Regions from separate parts of the Mus musculus genome. Here region 2 is linked to region 1. Evidence: chromatin contacts called from public promoter capture Hi-C data. All regions are on one chromosome and are shown on one strand. Each heading gives the region's core, a stretch centred on a gene start, on an enhancer-like site or on the middle of the called end of the contact. The rest is flanking DNA. Distances are from core to core; before and after follow the strand shown.

What was found. Promoter capture Hi-C pulls out the DNA fragments that hold promoters and counts their contacts.
Region 2: a contact with region 1 is called in a promoter capture Hi-C map of embryonic stem cells, with 6 times the contacts expected there. The contact joins the promoter of Capn8 here to the enhancer-like site in region 1. A contact is called at or near these places in 6 of 39 promoter capture datasets (the 3T3-L1 cell line, 3T3-L1-derived adipocytes, the HPC-7 cell line and 3 more), 2 of 115 datasets of contacts at active chromatin or transcription factors (bone marrow-derived macrophages and embryonic stem cells) and 1 of 9 other capture datasets (macrophages).

What each region holds. Positions count from the first base shown.
Region 1 is chr1:182,269,943-182,273,829 of GRCm38.p6, forward strand. No RefSeq gene overlaps it. Among named protein-coding and RNA genes, the nearest start is that of Degs1, 11 kb to the right of the region's middle. Within about 2 kb of position 1,864, at least 37 of the 459 cell types and tissues checked have an H3K27ac peak or open chromatin away from gene starts, as enhancers often do. A contact at or near this core is called in embryonic stem cells and liver, where this site is marked.
Region 2 is chr1:182,563,299-182,567,185 of GRCm38.p6, forward strand. Capn8 (calpain 8) reads left to right here and starts at 1,709. Exons shown (of 21, transcript NM_130890.2): 1 at 1,709-1,999. The coding sequence starts at 1,763. It overlaps Gm46248 (a long non-coding RNA gene), which reads left to right. Exons shown (of 4, transcript XR_001779884.1): 3 at 626-755; 4 at 850-1,183.

The DNA of each region.
Region 1 (3,887 bases), core at 614-3,113:
CCTATGGCTGTGCCGAGCAGTTGAGGCTTGTCCTGCCCTTAGGAGGACACTTTGAACTAAGATGTTAATTCAGTGACCACCTTCTCTCCTTGGCACACTGGCTCTCTTTCCCCAACGTGGCAATTAGACCATCTAAACTGAACTGTTTGGAGTTATCCTGATAAAATCGCATGTCTCTAAGCTAGTTCTGAAACAAAACAAAACAAAATAAAATAATAGTGATTGTTTGAACTTGACCTCTAGGGCTGGAGAGATGGCTCAGGGGTTGGGAGCGCTGGATGTTCTTCTAAGGATCCAATTTCAAATCCCAGCACCCACATGGCAGCTCACAACTGTCTGTAGCTCCAGTTCCAGGGGATCTGAAACCCTCACACATACATACATGCAGTCAAAAACACACCAATGCACATTAAAAAACAAAACAAACCACCTGAGCTCTATCTAGGCTACGAGCTTCTCCTTTGATTTTTGAAAATTTATTTATGTCTATGAGTGCTCTGTCATTTACATTATAGTCTTGCATGCCAGTAAGGGGGGGGGGGTCACATCAAATAGATGTTGTGAGCCACCATGTGGGTGCTGGGAATTGAACTCAGGACCTCTGGAAGAATAGCCAGCGCTCTTAACCGCTGAGTCTTCATCTCTCCAGGCCCCTTTCTTACTTTAAGGTTAGCATTTCCTGACCAAGAGAGTGCAGAAAAACATTGTGGGTTCAGAATTTATAAACCCAACCCACTGTGGGTCTATGCTGGAGTCACCTGTGGGTGGCTGAATTGATACAAAAGAAAACAAACCTGTCATATATTAGACTAATTGGAGGATGTCTCTGAATTTGAGGAGGATAGTTGCTATATATATATATATATTTTTTTTTTTCCAACCAAGTTAATAGTCTTTGATTTTAGACAGTGATTTGAACTCAGGCTCTCTGGGTTTATTCAAGTTAGTCTTCCCCGTTATTTTGTGTTCTTGGATGAACCACAAAGATAAGCCATGAGGATTAAACAGTCCCTAGAGATTCACCCAGCGGCAGGCACGTGGGCTTAGGGCAGAAACTTCATCTACACCGTCAGGAGTCTGTGCACTAGGTTAAAGCTCGTCTTCCACTCTGCCAGAGCCAAAGCTATGTTCTAATTACTACTTAATTACTAAGAGATCCATAAAACAAAATGTCTGTAACCTGTAACCCCCTTGCCCAAGACACATACTTCCTGAAATCCTGGAGGTTGGGGTTTAAGCGGATTACCACTCCTCTAAACAAGTTTGTTTGACCCAACTGCACCTGATGTGCTTGATCACTCTAGGTGGGAGGTACAGTGGGCAGGAAATACACTCGCCCCTGATTGGATGTAGGTGGGGGAGGTCCACTTATACTCGCCCCTGATTGGGTCTGATGGGAAATACCGTTACCGGTTAACCTTTTAAAGCCTCTGCCAAATGTGACTATTTCCCCAGGAACCCTGGAATGGTCCTGGCCAGGGTCCATTACTTAATTAAAGCTTGCTTGAAATTTGGCTTAGAAATTGTGGAACTGGCCTTTCTCTCTCAATTCTCAGGTTTAACAACTCTTGCTTATGTTATTAATTTACAAAACAGGGGCCAAAGTAAACTTCTGGACAGCCAGGCTCAGACAGGTCTGGAGAAATGTGCCCCCCCCCCAATACAGTTACCACACTGCCCCGGTGGCGGTGGCAGAGACTACTCATAGCACCTTCTCCTGGGAGTGGGGAGCAGGGAGCACCAACAAGGAGAGAGAGCCAGCCCTCACCAAGGAAAAGTGTCTGGCAATGACCACATCTCAGGCTTAGCGATCAGTCCCAACAGGACCTGCCATTGCCCAATCCCAGATTCCCCGGTGAGCAAGCAGTTTTACCTAATGGATTGGTAATGGAAGGGCAGGGCAGTGTCGCAGGGTGGAGAGGAGGGCTTTGACTTGGAATAAAGGCTCAAATTGCCGGGGTGAGGGTGGGGTGGGGTGGGGCTGGTTATGCCATCACTCTGAGGGAGAACTAAGAGAAGTTAGCTAATATCCTGGAGTCTCAGAGAAGAGACTTCCTCTAGAGAAGGACCCGCCAGACAATCTGCTTTCTAATGGGTGCATTCAATGGAGATGATCTTGGAAACTGGGAGGGTGCGGCTTTCCTAACTTGCTTGGATTTTTTTTTTTTTTAAGGAGAAGAAAATAGAAGAACAAGTAATGCAGAGACATGTGTTGCCTGTGGCCTGGAAGGCAGACTCCAGGAGCAGGAGAGAAGAGCCTCAGCAAGTGCATGTGAACGTGCCTGCAAGCCTTTAATACCCTCCACCCGTGCTCCCAAGAAAGCTGCTGCTGTTGCTGCTTCTAGATTTATTTATTTTTATTTATATGCGCACACAAGTAGCTGTCTTCAGACACACACCAGGAGAGTGCATTGGACCCCATTACAGATGGTTGTGAGCCACCATGGTTGCTGGGAATTGAACTCAGGACCTCTGGAAGTGTAATCAGTGCTCTTAACCACTGAGCCACCTCTCCAGCCCAAGAAAGCACCTTCCAAACAGCAGTTCCCGATTGGCTGGTATTGTCTGCACCACCAATCCTTGGTCTCTCCCAAAGTCCTCAATTGGGTCCTCCTGTAGATGCTTTTGCAGCTGGCTGAGCTGCCCCCGGTGTTTACAGAGGTGGCCCTGCCATTCCTGCTTAGTCATGGTGTCCACACGGGTAAACTCAGTAACTCTTTCTGTGCTCTCAGGCATGGTGGCCCGTATATGACTACCCACACAAAATCAGGACACCAGGTTGGTGAACTAAGAGCCAACTTACTTTTCAAGAGACCAGGGGTGGGTGGTGTGTTGAGTGGGGGCTTTTAAAAAGTTCATTATCTCCTTTTCTACCCTACTAGATACAAAGGGCTGCAGATCCCTGTAAGGCAGCCAAACGTGTGTGGTGGCCTGTAACTGAACCAGTATGAGAATGAAGTTTTGAGAGATGGCAGATAGCACGCAGCAAGGACATAGAACCTAAAGCCTTCAGGACAGGCTGCGATTGTTTTCTGACCTTGGTGCTTGGTGAGTTCTCTTGTTTTTAATCGATTTTTGAGAAGGTGACAGATGATGAAAAATGGCATCTCTGTGGCTGAAGGATGGCAGCATTGAACTAGAACCTGTGGTTATTTTCAGTTCCAAGTCTTTGAAGTTGGATGGGGAATGAGCTCTTACACGGCTCATGAACAAATCTCTATGAAAAAAATCCCAAAGATGATGGATGGGTGGGCTTCTTGGCAGTCTACGGTCCCTGTGTGTTTGACTGGACAGCCGCTATGAAGTCGCTTGCTATGGGTGGGCTCTGGGCAGTGATGGGTGTTGGATGAAGAACCTACCCTGGGAGGTAGCCATTCATGGTTCTTCGACTGGGCATAGAAGCATCCTCATCACATAGCTTTGAGAAGCTATGTGGACTTCAGCATTCTTACAGTTTGATGCAGATATCTGTTCAAAACCCGGAAGACTGACATGAAGGGTTTTCTCTGAAGACTACAGGAATGCACTGACTTTCCTGGTTCAGGGACTGCCCAGCCAGTAAAGGAAATGCAGATGCTGGCTGTGTGCTTACGGCCACCAGGAAAGCTGCTGTTCAGAGTGTGTAACAAACACCCACTCGTGCTAGGAGAAATCCCAGCTGCCCAGGCTTTCAGGAGTGAGAGGTTCAAGCTGCAAACTGGACAGAGAAAGTGTCCCTGGGGAGTCGTATTGAATCCTTCCTCAGTGGCCAGGAAGAGCAGCCTGTGATAATTACCTAGAGGAGATGGGTTAGAGAAACTCTCCTTGAATGAGAAATTGCTGACCAGCAGGATTTGGACCCTTACAGAGAAGGCAAGTCCATTTTTGCAGGCTTTGGGCACAAACCA
Region 2 (3,887 bases), core at 459-2,958, 290 kb after region 1:
GAGCAGAGCAGAAGAGTATTGCAGTTTGGCAGGAACAGCGCCTGCAAAGCCCTGAAGTGGGACAAACACGACATCCCCTAAACAGAAATCAATGCTCCATGGAGGAAGGAGAGACACGGGAACAGGTGGCAAAGTCAGCAGGACGGGTGTGCTCCGGCTCCCACTAGCCACGCAGAAGCCCGGCGTTCCTCTTAGCTTGCTGGGGATGGCCAGAAAACTGTGTTCAGAGCAACCACTGGTTCCTGTGACTCAGCACGAATCTCAGTTAACTAGGCAATAGGGTCAGGAATAAAAATGCCTCCTCCACCCAAATTAGGGCTTCAAGGCTTCTAGGATCTTCAGTGTTCCAGGCAACGTCAGGGGATGGGGTGGAGCTGGGGTTCTGGTTTAGAGGAAGGGTAGGTCAGCCTTGTGCAGGGTGGAAACTTAGCTGTGAACCCTCAGTGAGCCCAACACTGAGCGAGTGTTAACGCAAATAGAGGCGTTGAGGGAGTAATGGGGGCTCCTGAGGCACGGAGGAGCCAAAGCTTTCGTATAACTGCCTCCTGTCCTGGAAGGTCATGCTGACCTTGTATTTCTGGTGAATCACGGGAAACCCTGCTTTTGTCTGTTTCATGTCTGGCAGGTAAACATGCTCTCTCAGAAGCACCAAGCTCAGGGCTGAACACGTGGATGACCCTCAGCGGGAAGACCGGCAGCCTCAGAGGCTGTCTGGTTCAGAGACCAGTGTGAACCCGCTTTAGAATCATCTGCAGGTGAATGGTCTAAAGACTCTGATATGGGTCCTAGAGACTTAGCTCAGAACTGCTGAATCATGATTATTTTATATTCTGTTTTATTTCATTTTAGAGACAGGGTCTCACGTAACCCAGGTTGGATTTGAACTCACCATTTAGCCCACAGTGACCTCAGACTCCTTATTCTCTGGTCTCTACCTCTGAATGTAGATTGTCCTGCTTGTGCGGCAAGCCCTCGTATCCACTGAGGCATCTTACAGCCAGCCCCCAGAACACTCTTTGAGATGGTGGCGATTAATGCAGGTTACTAGGGAGACTGTGTTGTGGGTAAGTAGTTCAGAGAATTCTTGTCACACTGTACTGGCTGCCTGTGTCTTCTGTAACAAACGAACACAAGTGACTGAAAAGAGCAGAAGTTGGAGATGGAGCAATGGCTTAGGGTTTGAGAGAGCACTGGCTGTTCTTGCAAAGATCTGCGTTGGACTCCTAACACCCACATGGAAGCTAACAGTTGTCTGGAACTCCAGTTCTGGGGACTCTGGTGCCCTCTTCTGGCCTCCAAGGACAGATCACTTATGTAGTGCACAGGTGTACATGCAGGCAAGGCACCATGCTCGGTAAAAATGAAAGAGCAGAGGGTTAGTCTCTTTCTGTTCTGGGCACCCACAGACCTAAGTCATTTCCACTGGACTAAAACCAAGGCATGAGCAGGGCCTCTCCTTACAGAGTCTCTGGAGGAGAAATCACCCCAGCCTATCCAACTTGGAGACTCCTGATAGCCTCCATTGTGGTGTCCAAATAGTGAACAGCAGGAGAAGGTGGGGCAGAGTTGCCTGCACCTTGGATACATATTTGACTCTGTTTATGACTCATGTCCCTTTGGAACAGGGCCTCCCTCAGGTGCAAAGTTTACAGGCCACACCTCCTTGGGAGCTGCCTTAAAGGGCAGCATCCCCATAGGGCAGATGTCTGAGAGGACACAGAAGCCCTGCTTTCCTGTCACCTACAGGACGCACAGGCAGGCCATGGCAGCCCTGGCAGCTGGAATATCCAAGCAACGTGCAGCTGCTCAGGGCCTTGGCTCTAACCAGAATGCTGTGAAGTATCTGGGCCAGGACTTCGAGACCCTGAGAAAGCAATGCTTGAACTCAGGGGTCCTATTTAAAGACCCGGAATTCCCGGCATGTCCGTCAGCTTTGGGCTACAGGGATCTTGGACCAGGCTCTGCAGAAACTCAAGGCATCATATGGAAGCGACCCACGGTAAGGCAATAGGGAAGTGACCATGGCAAGGCACAATTGAGTGTCACACAGGGTACAGAGTTGTCACATCAGGTCAAGAGTTGAAGTAAGTAACAGTGCAGGGTTCTGTTTTCAGATCCTATAGTTCTGATATCCGCCTTACTTCCTAACATTATTTCTAAGGAAGAACACACACAAGCTTTAGAGCTGGACAAGTCAGACCTCATGAGTGGCTCTGCTGATGTGGCCTTGGCTCTGCTGATGTGGCCTTGAGCGACAGCTCTCTGAGCTTCAGTTTTTCCACCCTAAAAATAGTGCGGCTGGAACCATTGTATTTCAGTGTGGTTAGGAGAATGAGAAATAAATCTCAGGGTGTAATTGTCCTGCGTGTAAGAGACACAGAACACAGGGTACTTAGCACTGCACAGTGCCCCCGGGCCAGCACACAGGGGAACAAACCAAGGTTAGACACAGTCAGCTAGGGGCAAACTGTGATAGCATCGCTGCTGAGGGACATGGGTTACTGAAGGTCATAGAAGGTTCCACCAAGGCTGGAGAGAAGAGAGAGGTGGAGGCCATCCTAAAGTTGGTGGGTGTGGTCACACTGTGGTCTTGATGTACATGTCCCTGATGATAATGGATGCTGTGCTTTCTATATCATGGGTGCATCCTCTAGAGGGACAACTGTTTAAAACCTTTGCTCATTTCTCAATGGTTCTGCTTGCTTTTTTGTTTGACTTTGCACTTTTGAGGATAACCCTTTCTTTACTTTGGGAGCATATATGTGTATATATATATATATATATATATATATATGTGTGTGTGTGTGTGTGTGTGTGTGTGTATATATATATATTGCATCTAATAATCCTGGACATTAAGGTGTTTGCTTCATTTGCTCTTCTGCATCCTGATAGCCCTTTATTTTTACACACATACAAGAGAAAATATGTGATATTTATCTCTGTGAATTGGGTTCACTTCAGGTAAAATGGTGATTTTTTTTTTTTGCTTCTGTCCATTTTCCTATAAATGACATGATTTTCTTCTTTATAGTGAACAATACTGCACACACACATATAGCCCCACATAACTATATATTTTTTTATTTATTCATCTGTGGATAGGTACCCGGTTGACTCCATACCATGGCTATTGTCAGTAGAGCTACAATAAACATGGGTGCACAAGTGTCACTATTGTAGCTGACTGTGATTCTTTTGGATCTACACCCGGGGGGAGTATGACTGCTTCTGCTTGTTCTTATGCTTCTAAGTAGAAGGTCTACCTAGGCTCTTGTCTCAAGGAACGGAAGACACATTTGTCTACGTGAAGGTTGCCAGATCACACTTGGATTCTCAAGATGAACGCTCTGTTGGGAGGTTGAAATCCCTTAGGGTTTTTCTGTTTACATGGGTGAAATGCGGCAACTCTACCCCAGAGACAGCAGCTGGTTGCGCTGATCTCCAGTGCTCTTAGCTCCTTGTCTCACCGTGTGGGCTCAGCATCTATCCCAAGCTCCTGTGATGTATGTAATGCCCCGTGTAAATGGACTTAGCGCAGCCTGGTCAATATTTTTTTTCTTCTGCCAGAAGTATCCTTTCCCTCGACTTGGCAATTGAGCAGCATATTGATCTTAAGGAGAAATACTTAGTCAAGAGCGAAGCCACACCAAGCACATAATAAGGACCCCGGTTAAGAGACACATGGAGGGGTCGAATTGTTGGAAAGTTACTGAATGGAATGCAGTAGGCTCAGTTTGGAGCATCCATTCTTTCTCTAACTGCTACCTCTTGGATTAGTAGCCTTAGGGTTTCCAATTCAGCCATGATTCTCCTGTGCAGGGAGGTGTCTTGGGGAGCTTTAGCTAGTTAAGGAGGGGACAAAGAATAGGCAGACGCTGAGTGAT